2 separate regions of the Mus musculus genome follow, and region 1 is linked to region 2. Evidence: chromatin contacts called from public HiChIP or PLAC-seq data. All regions are on one chromosome and are shown on one strand. Each heading gives the region's core, a stretch centred on a gene start, on an enhancer-like site or on the middle of the called end of the contact. The rest is flanking DNA. Distances are from core to core; before and after follow the strand shown. Region 1 overlaps Hadha (hydroxyacyl-CoA dehydrogenase trifunctional multienzyme complex subunit alpha). Region 2 has its middle 130 kb from the start of Gm5129.

Evidence for each region. HiChIP or PLAC-seq counts read pairs in DNA pulled down with a chosen protein or histone mark.
Region 1: an HNF4G HiChIP or PLAC-seq map of pancreatic cancer cells shows a contact between it and region 2. The contact joins two enhancer-like sites. A contact is called at or near these places in 1 of 484 Hi-C or Micro-C datasets (adipose-derived mesenchymal stem cells), 2 of 115 datasets of contacts at active chromatin or transcription factors (pancreatic cancer cells and stem cell-derived neural progenitor cells) and 2 of 9 other capture datasets (adipose tissue and pancreatic islet).

What each region holds. Positions count from the first base shown.
Region 1 is chr5:30,122,388-30,129,044 of GRCm38.p6, forward strand. It overlaps Hadha (hydroxyacyl-CoA dehydrogenase trifunctional multienzyme complex subunit alpha), which reads right to left. Exons shown (of 20, transcript NM_178878.3): 12 at 6,413-6,547; 13 at 4,178-4,349; 14 at 1,221-1,307; 15 at 234-374. Among named protein-coding and RNA genes, the nearest start is that of 3110082J24Rik, 20 kb to the left of the region's middle. Within about 2 kb of position 4,579, at least 45 of the 459 cell types and tissues checked have an H3K27ac peak or open chromatin away from gene starts, as enhancers often do. A contact at or near this core is called in pancreatic cancer cells, where this site is marked.
Region 2 is chr5:29,860,131-29,866,450 of GRCm38.p6, forward strand. No RefSeq gene overlaps it. Among named protein-coding and RNA genes, the nearest start is that of Gm5129, 130 kb to the left of the region's middle. Within about 2 kb of position 1,546, at least 65 of the 459 cell types and tissues checked have an H3K27ac peak or open chromatin away from gene starts, as enhancers often do. A contact at or near this core is called in pancreatic cancer cells, where this site is marked.

The sequences.
Region 1 (6,657 bases), core at 3,329-5,828, 270 kb after region 2:
TCTCTGAGGTCTGGAGTCACCAGTGAGGATCTGCCAGAGCCCAGACACTCCTGCTATCCTACTTCAGCAGGACAGTCACCACTACTGTCCGTTTTGGAGACAACCTAGTGGACAGAGTTTTGGAGGCTGGTATCCCCTTCCCCTGCCCCCCACCACAGAAGAGTTATAATAAGTCTGGAGGCTCAAGAAATCATGTTTGAACTTTCATAGCCTGCTTCTGCTTCTGACCTTACCTTGACCACAATGATGACCTTCCCTTGCCTGAGCCCCACGGCCACGGCAGAGGCCGTTGTGTCCTTGGAGGTTTTGTCAGTGGTGATGATTTCTAGGAGCTGCATCTTGTCCACGGGGGAGAAGTAGTGCATGCCGATCACCTGTGAGGGAGCCATAACCAGCACATTACCAGTGCCGGGGAGGGAAACACTGGAGAGAAAGGCCTGTGGGCAGAACTGCTGATCTAGGCAGAGGGTTGGGTCCATGGTCTCTTGCCACCCCTGGGCTCACCTCCATCAGGCCCCACATCACATCCCTGGACCAGTGTGCTAGGAAAGGTAGACTGTTCTGCAGCCACACACCATAGGAGGGGGAAGAGTCAGGCTTGGGTGGTTTGGAGACACAGGCCTAGTATTAGCAACTGTAGCTGCTTAGAAATTTTGTTGTTGTTATTTCTAGTCTCTCTGGCTGCTCAGTTGAAGCAGGTATCCTCCAGAGAAGTGAGGCTTTTTTCCCCTCTTTAAATGACTACATTCTTTATGAATCTGCTTAAGCAAAGATAACTTTCTAGACAGCATTGCAAATACTCAGTGAAAGTACTTCTAAGTTTAGTACTTTCAGATCCTGGGTAGAGGTTGAGGGTGAGGCTGTAGGTCCCCCAGCCCTGACCTTCCAGGCTGGATTGGAGTCTTACCCAGCCTAGGCAGGCACCACACTGCACTACAGCTGAACAGCACACTGCTTCCTGGTTTAGGGCCTAGCCCTCAGTATCTGGTTCTAATGTAAGTAACTTTAATAGTCCACATTTGAGAACTAGCCGCCACGAGGGATGCACACCAGTCACCATCCTACACCTGTAGAGAGTGGCGCTCAGTTTTCTGTGACCACTTTGGGGAAGCACCCCATCCACTTTATACTCTACACTGGTCTTTTCCTGGTTCATATACTAAAATTTCAGCCAGTGAGTCTGAAGCAGTCTGCCGTTTGAGGGTTTCTGTCGGGTTTACCTTCTCAGGCCTTTTGCTGACAGCAGCAATTTGATTGATTGGGAGAGCAGATGTGTTGCTGGCAAAGATACAGTGTTCTGGAGTCACCTGCAGGGGAAAGCATGTAAGAATCTGTCAGGTGGGCCTAGAGATGACAGCCACTGCACAGCTCAGTGATACTCGAGCCCAGCCTCCTCTCCAATCCATACTTACCCAGACTCTGTGACTCACCTAAAAGCTTTTGTGTTGACCTTGCTCTCTCTTTTTGTTTTGTTTTGTCTTTTCAAGACAGGGTTTCTCTGTGTAGCCCTGGCTGTCCTGGAACTCACTCTGTAGACCAGACTGGCCTCAAACTCAGAAATCCACCTGCCTCTGCCTCTGCCTCCCAAGTGCTGGGATTAAAGGTGTGCGCCACCACTGCCCAGCGACCTTGCTCTCTTAATTGAGCCATCCTCTACTGACGGCCTGTCCTGCCCTGGAGACCACATCTCAGCACTTGGGTAAACGTGGTACCTTACATAAATGCCACAAGGATGAGTTGAATTAGGTTTCGGTCAAAGTGGGGCATGGGTGTTGACCCCTCTTGGTATTTAGATGTGCTCTCAAGTCTGGAAGATTACACCATTCTGTACCCTCGCTCACCCTTCCTAAGTCAGAAAGTGTATACTTCCTTCATCCTAACTGAGCCACCGAAGGGCAGTGTCCACTGTAATTATGCGTGCAGCAAACAAATACGACCAACTGTTAGCTTTAGTTGCCTGTCTGCACTGTCCCTAACACAGGATGCGCAGTCTTCTGGCTCTAATCTCAACTTATTCAAGTTTTCTGACACGGGTAAAAATATGGAAGATGTGTCTGTTAAATCTGCACAAATTTGGCACAGACAGAATGCAAACATAAGATTAGAATCAAGGTTGAAGACACATTTAACACATTGAAAAGTTGAGTACAAAACGTTAATTATAACAGACAAAAGTGAATCGTTAGGATTAAAAAGGCAGAAGAAAGTATAGGCATTTGAGGAAAGGGCCTGGCTGTGAGGAGGATCCTATGATTTTTAACCAACCAGAGTGGACTGTGAGCTGACGGTGTGGTGTGACTCAGAGTGAACATACTCTCTTAGCTGCTAGTATGGTATCAAGGGTGAGGGAAAGGGCCTCTTGGGCTAGAGATGTAGCTCAGTAGGTAGAGTGCTCGCCTCACATGCAGGAAGCCCTGGGCTGGTTCTCCAGGACTGCATAAACTGGGCACAGTGCTGCATGCTAGTAATCCCAGCACTTCGGAAGAGGCAGCAGGATCTGAAACTCAAGGTTATCCTTGGCTACATAGTGAGTTCAAGGCCAGCCTGGGAGGTATATTTATCTTCTACTCTAGGAGAGCAAATACTTATCTCCCAAGATGGCTGGCAACACTCTCGCTGCTCCTTGGTCATGCATGCCTTTCTTCCTAGGAAGAAGGAGTCTATTTCCCACGCTCTAAATCAGGGCTGGCCATGGCTTGGTTTTACCAACAGAAGCATGGCCGTTGGTCTTGGGCCTTGCTGCAGTTCTGCAGCTACCTCTTTTGCTCTTAGAGAACCTTGCTATGGAGACATTTTGGCCATGGGAGGAATAGGCCCTGAAAGGCTTGGTGTTTAGGGCGCTGTGGTGTTCAAGAGATGCTTCTCAGCAATGTGTACGCTGAGATGTGAGCTAATGACCGAGACAGAAAGACAGGGAAGCATCTACAAACTGTTCCACGGGCTGCAGAGATGGCTCAGTGGTTAAGAGCACTGACTGCTCTTCCAGAGGTCCTGAGTTCAGTTCCCAGCAACCACATGGTGTGGCTCACAACCATATGTAATGGGATCCAATGCTCTCTTCTAGTCTGTGTCTGAAGACAGCTGCAGTATACTCATATAAATAAAAAAATAAAATAAACAAATCTTTAGAGACTGTCCCGTGAAGAATGTCAGGAACAGTCTGTTTAGTTCCATAGGGGGTAAGAGACGACTGATTTAAACTGAACCATTCGTAGACTCAGCTTGGGAGTTTTCTTAAAAGCAGCAAAAGGTCAGGTCTCTCGAGAGGATGGGCAGGATGCTGTGCTGGAGGTCTTCCTCGTGCCTTGGATTTTCCCTCTCTTTATAAAGATGTCTTTATTTATGTATTAAGTGGCCAGGCTGCATGTACACCTGCTCACCAGAAGAGGGCATCAGATCCCATTATGGATGGCCGTGAGACACCACTTAGGTGGCCTTAGTAATCCTGCCTGCTTCACCACAGCTTGCAAAGACAGCCACCAGTGTTGCCAGCTCAGTATCATTTCCCTAGTCTAGTCTAGCTGTGCTCTTTCTCACTCTTGGACTACAGCCATTTCTCCTTTTCTAAACCTTTCTTTCTATCACCCACATGAGGTACGTATTTTGTTCACTGTCATCTCAAGAATGGGCTTTTAGAACACTTGAGCAGGTCCAAAGGAGCGCCACCACAGATAACCATCCAAAACAGCCTGGAGAAAGCTCCCTTGGTTCCCTTTGCTACCGAGATATGAAATCACCTGATTATGGCTCACAGCCAACAACAAGAAATCCCCAAGACACCTGTGTACCCATGAGGCTATTTAGATGGCTGGTAACCTCCCCATTTCCACTCCAATATGGCTAATGAGCCCTGGGCTTAGGAGCATAGGGTACTTAATTAATTTTCTTCCCACAGGATTCATACCTGAGCTTTCTGATATACACAGCATGTGTACACTCACATACAAACTTACATTTGAGGCCTCAAAATTGCTTAGTGGGTAAAGGTACTTACTTACTTGCTGTCAAGCCTGACAACCTGGATTTGATCCCTGGGACCCACATGGTGAGAGGAGAGAAATGAGTCCTGCAAGTTACCCTCTGACTGCCACACATGCTCTATGGCATGCGTCTCCCCTCCGACAAGACCCCTCTGCTTGGTGCCCTCCGGGATTCAAGTGCAACAGCCCTTACTTACGCTTTCCACTTCCTTTAACACTTTGTGCTTTACACCGAGGTCCTCAAACACAGCCTCAATCACCATGTCGGCCTTCTCAAAGCCTTTGTAATCCAGCTGCCCAATCAAGTTGCTGAAGATGGAATCCCTTTCAAATGATGTGAGAGCTTTCTTCTTCACTTTGTCGTTCAGCCTAGAAAGAACACACTCTTAGAACAGAACAGCAGAAGACAGCTGCTGTGTGGCTTTAGGCACCCTGCGACACCCTGTGTGTCATTACCCCCATTTTGAAGAGGTCGAGTTCAAAGGGACTTGGTGCTAAGCGGCTAATGAGGAAGGTGATAGCATCTGATGTCACCTTGGACCCCAGGCACACAGGCTTTCTACCACAAGATGACTGCACATGGCTGTATTACTCATAAGACAGTTGGGAGTGCCAGCAAGAGGTGAGTCATGACCCAAGGAGGAGACTGGCAAGCACAGAGCATGGCTCTTGCCACCGTGTCCCAGACCAGCGAGTGTTAACTGCACCCTTTACGCTGCTCTCTAACACTGTCCCCCTCTCCCCACTACCCAACAACCCCAGCTCGGGTCTCAAACCCAGGGCCTTAGTGAGCACTCTTACACTGAGCGACATCTCCAGACCAAGGTTGTTTTTCAGGCTGTCAATCTACTTTCACTCAGTACACAAGTCTCACACTGAACTTGTCTTTTTCCAGGGAGAACTACAAAGGAGTCTTGTTATAACTGGATCATTTCATCGCCAAGGAATACGAGATTTCTTTTAGGTTCATCTTAACCATACTTTTCAGAATAAATAAGAGAATTTTCCTCTGAATTGAAAACCCATTCACTAACTCCCTTAAGGAAAAGAAAAACTAAAGTCGCAGCTAAGTTCACAGAACTATCCAATAAGGGACTGGAGAAATGACTGAGCAATTCAGAGCACTGGTTGCTCTCCCAAAGGACCTGGGTTCAATTCCTAGCACACTCTTGGCAGTTCACAACTGTCTATAACTCTAGTTCCAGAGAATCCAACACTCTTACACAGACATACATGCAGGCAAAATACCAATGCATAAAAAAATATTTTTTTTCAATAAAGGCTTTAAAACCATGGGCTGCCTTCCTACAGCTAGCTACAACAGGCTGTCTAAGTGCCAACAGCAGTGACTGACTCAATGCCGAGTGACAGTTTCTGAGAAGGGAAAGAAAACATGTCCTAAGACAGCAGTATGGTGATTGGCATTCACCAGGCCTAAGATGAGAAAGGGAGTATCTAGAAGAAGTCAGGGATGAGGCTATCTATCCTATGGCAACAGCTCTTCGTGCTGGTGATTGCAGGAGATGCTGGAAGGGGAGGCCTAGGTGTTGGTGCTGGGACAGTGTTGCTGTATACGCTGCTGCCCCCTCCTTTTTATTTTCCATTATAATCTGGCAATATCACCAATCTGCCAGTCCTGGCCAGTAGTGTAGTGGTAGCGCACACACTCCTCCGTAGCTGAGGGAGGACAGTGAGCTCAAGCCACATAATCCACTTAGGACACACATGCCCTCACTCAGCACAAAGTCCCACGAAGGACAGTCTGATGCAGCCAGCTAATCCGTCATGTCTGTGCAGAACACTGGGCTAAAAACAGCCTCAGTGTGGCTGAGCTGACTCCATTTCCACTCAGCCTAACTGGCGGCCTCCGTGTGAGACGGGGCTGTGAGCCATCCTTGGTTTTCATTTTAAGACGTTTGTTTTACCTTTACTTTGCCATGTACTTTGCATGTGGGTGTTCTGCTGCAGATGTGGAGCTGGTCGGCAGGCCTCGGGCATCTGGCTCACTGGCAGGGGCTCTCCTCTGCCAGCACTGCCTCCACCTACTTGGTCGGCACATGTTCTCACACACCCTCCCTCAGCCCTGCCAAGAGCTGTGCAGGTTCCATAATCCATTCCACGGGGGCAACTCCATGCAAACCTTGCCAAACCTGACAGTTACTAGTATCATACCAAAGGATGGAATAAATGGTATTTAGAATATCTAGTAATAAGGAAACATTCAAAGGCCAATGTCCTATGACATAATCAAGAAAAAGAGTTGAAAGAATAATTAGTATTTCTCAAAAAAAAAAAATCAAAGGAAACTTTGGTAAAACTATAGAGTGTGGGGCTATGTTCAGGCAAAAGGACCCTGTGATGAAAAACAAGACAAAACCAAACCCACTCCCGGCCCCACACAGTCCACCTCCTGGCACCAACAGGCCACTTACCCTTTGAACACTTGCTGCTGTCCCCGGCCCAGCCCCGTCACTGTGGTGTCTTTAAGAAGAGTTTTCAGTCCCTTATCCACAGAGACCTGGGCAATGCCAGCCCCCATCAGCCCTGCGCCAAGGATGGCTAGCTGCCTGGAGGGACAGGATCGAACAGTTCTGGTGAACACCTCAGGCACTGATTAGCTGGGAAACACTACCCACACTGTGAGCCAATAAACCAACCGCCAGCCACAAGTATAAGA
Region 2 (6,320 bases), core at 296-2,795:
GGTAACTGGTATTGAAGCCCAGGATCTATTTGCCTGAAGGCTGACAATGGTAGCCACTGTGTTTCAGAGGTCTATGCTGGGACACAGCATGGGTACAGTGGCCCACTGCAAATATGGCCATCCCCCAATGTTTGATTTTCCAATTTACAGATATATATTTGGTCACTGGATGTGATGGTTCATAATAAGAAATACGGATCTGGTCTTCTCTCTATTTTTTGACATCTCAAATACAGAGGGCCTTTGTACGTTAATGAGGAAGGGCTATTAGATTGCCTGAAAAGGGGGGCTGGCTGCCAGTAGCTGATCTAGAGGATCAAAATTTCAGCTTAACCTCTGTGGAAAGGCCGGAGGTTAGTTTGGCCAACAGTTCAATAAATAATGATACATACACAATGAAGCACCATTCAAACAAGACAATGTTCAGAGAGCTTCTGGGTAGGTGAACAAATTCAGGAACAGGAGCAGAAGCACCAGCCAGCTCTCAGGACAGGAGACCCCTGCTCTGGATCCTTCCAGACCTCAGGCCGTACTTTTGCTCTTGGCTATTCTACTACTTCCTGGTTGTTGGCTTTTTTTTTTTATTTAAATTTAATTTAATTTTTTTTGAGACAGGATTTCATTATGTAGTCCCTGGAACTCACTACGTAAAGCAGGCAGGCCCCATTCTTACAAAGATCTGCCTGTCTCTGTCTTCCAAGCCGTAGGATTAAGGACCACCAGGCATGCCACCAAACCCAGCCCCTCTCCTTTCTAACAATCCAGAGAAGGTAACCAGGTGTTTCCTCAGGTTCTGTGAATGGTTCTAATAACTGACCAAATCTGAGTGGAGCCTGGAGGGGACCTTCAGTTTATGGCTCCTTGGTGACAGTACAGGCACAACCTGGAACATTTAATTAATAGTCTTGTGAGACTGGGCACTCCCTCATGGAGCTGATGCTAACTGTGCCAGTTAGGACTTGAACTGAACACCAGCTGAAATAGTGCTGGGAGTGGTAGTAACCTACACTCATTTGGTAGCCTGAAAGTCACTCCTCAGCGGAATGCGCCCCCTCCTTCACCTCTGTGTAAAGAGAGTTCCTTTCCCCCACTCCTTCATTCTCCTTGCTCCACTGCCTATCTCTCACTTCTGCACAGAACTAGTTGTGGCTGTTGCTGAAGATGCTCTCAGGTGCTGCATGGTGCCTCAGAAATCCTTCCTGGAAATCCTGTTTGTTTATGTGAAGGTCCCTTCATCCAACCTGTGGTTTGTACTCAAGAAATAAGGCACAATGCAGCCAACTCCTCTCTCTCAGGTCTATCTTCCCTATCATCCCTTCCTCCCAAATCCAGCCTCTGGGTTGCTCTGTTTGAATTAGAATAACACGTTAGTTTCAAAAAACCAAGTTACCACTGAGCCCTTTCCATGGGAACTGCCCCTTTAGAACATTTTAAAGTGAAAATTTCTATTTAATCAAATGACTCAAAACCAACAGTGAAAAGTATGCTTTGATATACGTCAGGATAAAGTGAGGTCAGTTTCCTGTTTCACTTTTTAGTGTAGTTATGCAAATTATTCTCTAGTGGACACTAAGCCAGAAAGCCTAGGGCCAGAAAGCATGAGTCACTTCAGTCCTTAGTGGTGCATTTTGTGAAATCCTGTCCACTCAAAACCATTCAGCCTCTGAGCCCTCTGATCTGAGTTCTCTCTCGCTGCAGTGTTCTGAAATGCTTGCATTTTCATGGATGCTCATGTACTGGCAATATCTTAGACTTCACACTTTCTTTCCGCAGCTGTCCATTTACTGGCAATGTTTAAGTCTTCATACTTGCTGTCTTAGCCAGGGTTTCTATTCCGGCACAAGCATCATGACCAAGAAGCAAGTTGGGGAGGAAAGGGTTTATTCGGCTTACACTTCCATACTGCTGTTCATCACTGAAGAAAGTCAGGACTGGAACTCAAGCAGGTCAGAAAGCAGGAGCTGATGCAGAGGCCATGGAGGGATGTTCTTTACTGGCTTGCTTCCCCTGGCTTGCTCAGCCTGCTCTCTTACAAAACCAAGACTACCAGCCCAGAGATGGTCCCACCCACAAGGGGCCTTTCCCCCTTGATCACTAATTGAGAAAATGCCTTACATCTGGATCTCGTGGAGGCATCTCCCCAACTGAAGCTCCTTTCTCTGTGATAACTCCAGCTGTGTCAAGTTGACACAAAACCAGCCAGTACACTTGCCTTCTGTTACTTAGGCTAGCCTTTAGAATGTTGGTCTAATTTTTTAAATAAAGGAATTTGTCATGTATTTTGAGTAATATTATATTTATCTATTTCTATGTGTTGTACATACATGTTTGAGTGCGTGCGTGTGTGTGTGTGTGTGTGTGTGTGTGTGTGTGTGTGTGTATGGATGTGTGCGTGCACGCACATGCACATGAGCAAGTACACAGAAGCCAGATGCTGACATCATGTGCCTTCCGCACTTACTCCCCATTTATTTTTGAGATGGGGGTTTCCCTGAACCTGGAGCTCACAAATGAGGCTAGGATCTCCCTGTTCCTACCTCTCAGCAGATTCAAACTGCTGTGTCTGATGTTTCCATAATGCTGGGGAATCCAAGCTCAGGCTTCCATACCCTCCATGAGAGCACTTCACTGACTGAGCCATCTCTCCAGCTCCTAGATCTTATTTCTGAAAAGTAAAATAAATACTTAACTAATTAAAATATCTTTTTGGCCTTTATATAATAAGCTAGCAGGAAAACAAACCTGCATTAGTTTCTACATGCTTTCCGTGTTTAAAAAGTAACCACTTTGGAATAGTAATATAGACATTCTTTGTCAAAGTTGAGCAAGGACCAAAGTCATCAGGAAAGCATATATAAACACAAATTGCTAGGTCTAACTTCGAGCTCCTGACTGAACAGGTCTGTGGTAAAGTCCAAGGTGGCACTTCTAACTGTTCATTTGGAGTCAATGCTGCAGGTCTGAGGTACAGACAGAACCACTGATGGAATGTCAGAGCTCCAAAAGGCCTGGAGGAGTGGTTACTGCTTTCCTTACAGCTCTACTGTAACCCCACTCAGAATGCCTGAGCTGGAAGAACACTCATAAGAAGCAGCTGGCTGCCTCTTAATTATAGCACTATAGCAGCTTCAGATAAAAGGATGCTTTCTCTTCTTTTCATTCACTCCTTCCTTCCTTCTTTCCCTCATTCTCTTTTCTTTTCCTTTCCTCCAAACCTAGCCTCTAGGTTGCTCTGCTCAAATAATCAAAAGAGAAATGTGGTTGCTATTGTCCAGACATCCCTGGGCATCTGCATCAGCTTTGATTTAATCAGCTCAAGCCTAGGGTGTAGAGTCCATTAATCTAAATATTGCATCATGAGGGAGCATCAAGGAGGCCACAGTTCTCCAAGAAGAGAGGTTGTGGGCCTGACTGTGAGACCAGTAGTATTTACTACTTCACCTGGGCTGCAGAGACAACTGTACTACAGGAAAGTGAGACTTGTCAAGTTGCATGTGTGTGATAAATAACAAAGCCAAGCCTGGAAGTAAGATGATTTCCCCTCTCCTGGCCAATGGTGCTGTGAAATCACTAGCATGAGCCGATTGTTATATGTTCAGCAAGTTTTTGAGCAGGTTACATTAGTTGTTGGAAGTTCTCCATTGTCAGAATATTTATTTACATTAGGGAAACTGGCTACCTGTGTAAACTGGGATTTTCTTTCTTTCTTTCTTTCTTTCTTTCTTTCTTTCTTTCTTTCTTTCTTTCTTTCTTTTTTCTTTCTTCTCAAAGACCCAGAATGTAGGCATGGCCTGCTGGATTGCACGTGAAGAGAATTAATGGGCACCACAAATCCCATATTTCAAGTGAGAAGTTACCCCAGTTTGCATTTTCCAGTACTAGCAACCTCAACTATACAATTGACAAGTTGTGCTGGGGTTACCAGTTACAGCCCAAGTCGTGTATCAAGCTGAGGTGACACTTTCTTGTGGACATACTTCCACAGAATAAGTCCACTGCTTTTTTTCCTGCTCTTTCCCCCATATCCAGATGTCAGACAGAAAATCTTCATTATAACAAGGATATGGCAAGCCTAAGTAAGCATACTTCCCGAGTTATCAGGAGGAAAATGTCTTTAAGAAATAATAATTTTAAAAAAGCAGCCAATATACAAATGTCTCTTGAGAATATGACTTTCTGGGCAATTTTTCAACAACAAGAAAACTCTTGTGCAAATTACCCAAGACATCTTTCTTCAGAGTCTCGTGGTTTGGCTTGGATGTCAACTGCTTCATTCCCATCAGGGACAGTGGCTGGGAGAGAAAGCAACTTCTGTGACTGTAAGTGATTCCCAGACTGGCCATTGCCACCTGTCATAGGCCTGTTGACGCACCTTCACTGTCACATTGGCACTTTCCCACCAATTCTCTTGTCCCATATTTCTTAAGACATACAAACTAAATGTTCTCTACTGACCACAAGTCAGCACTGGGAATTGGTACTGGTGGGCGGGGGAAGGAAAAGTATTTCCATCCAATGGTGCTTTCTGAGTCAGAGAGCCTAAAATAACACAAAGCTATGTCCAGTCTTTCTAGAGGAATCTGGCATCGGTGATTACTGTGGCCACTGCTTCTACTGCGACTCCAGCAAAATTTCCTGGAATATGGTGTTTTCATGAGAATCCTAGGCATACTTTCCTCACAATAGACCCAGTGTGATGGCTGCTTTTATCTGGGATCTTGAGAAACGAGGATGCAAACAAATGAAGTCCTAGCTCTTCCATCTATGGAGATGAAAGTATTGATGAATTTTGATAAGCTATCTTCTTCCTTTCTTTTTTTCTTTTCCTCTCTCCTCATCCTCAATCCTATGCAATAGTCATGGAACTTGCACCAATATACTGATCTAGGTGCTTTGAGAAGCCCGAGAGTAATGCGTTGAGATAGAGAGCACAGACCAAGGAGGCAGCTTCCTCTCTCTCAAAGATAACCTGTCTTCATCTTTTGTTGTTTCCTCAACAATGCATGTTGCTCACAGGAAGCTCATAATCACGTTAGCCACATGAATTGCTGCCAGTAGTGGTGAATAAAGCATGCTTCCTGCTTCTATTGAGTTCTGGGAAAGGCAGACACTTGGGAAAAGAAAGGAAATCTGGAAATTTTCCTTCTTAGAATGGTAGATACAACAGACTAAGATTAGATCTGGTTTTATTGCACCTGAAAGTGCTTCCAATAGAGTAGTGTTATACGTAGTGCAGGCTATAAGAATGCACTAGAGTTCTACAATGTGGTCAGGGAAAGCTTTACTAGTTTTTAGGTTCATCTGTGTCTCCTGTAACAGGAATTCCCTGGAGAAGAGATTCTTACCAGTAAAGGAAGTATAGAAGAAAAGCAGCCAACTTAGCAGCTCCCCTGAGCAGCTCAGGGAATGGGGAAAGACAAAACCAGGCACAAAAAATGTGAATTGCACTGGACTACTTAGGTTCTTGCCCCAGCTCTCAGCCATAGGCTAGAAACACAATTGTGTACATGACATCTTCATTCATGAATGTCCTCTTCTCTAACATGGGTACCACACTATTCTATTCTCTCTGTACACTTTTTTGGATGATAGGAATTTTCGGTTTTATGATAGGGTCTTGAGAATTCACTGTGGTTTTGCTGTTTTTTTTTTCTTTTTTTCTTTTTTTTTTTTTTTTTTTTTTTTTTTTTTTTTTTTGAGACAGGGTCTCACTATGTAGCTCTGGCTGTCCTGGAATTTGCTTTGTAGACCAGACTGTCCTCAAATTCACAGAGTTCCAGCTGCCTCTTCTTCCCAAGTTCTGGCATTAAAGATGTGTATCACTACTGCCTTACTTAGGACTCACTATGTAGACTAGGCTGGTCTCAAACTCTTAACAATTCTCCTGCTTCCTTTTCTCAAGTACTATACATATTAAATATAGTAATAGCTATAAAAAGTCGTTATAAGCATCAGACTACATTAATTATGGTAACTTCATACTTATTTCTCTTAAGATGGTCTAACCCTAGATTACACTTGATTTAACATGTAGTTCAATAGGTACTAGAGTATCATCTTTTGGGAGGAAGAGGACAACTTTTCTTGGCATTTATATCACCAGCATTTAGAACAGCACCTGACAAAGTTTTTAAAAACACTCCAGACAATGACTACTAGATGCTTAGGTGGAAGAAATGTAAGTATGACTGCCCTGGGGCAGGTTGGAGCATTACTAGAGCAAAATCTCGGATGACTCATGAACTTACCTTCTGAGGAGTTCTTCCACCTCTACTTCAGTTCCCACTATATTACTATACCTGGCAAGCAGGTCACTGTGT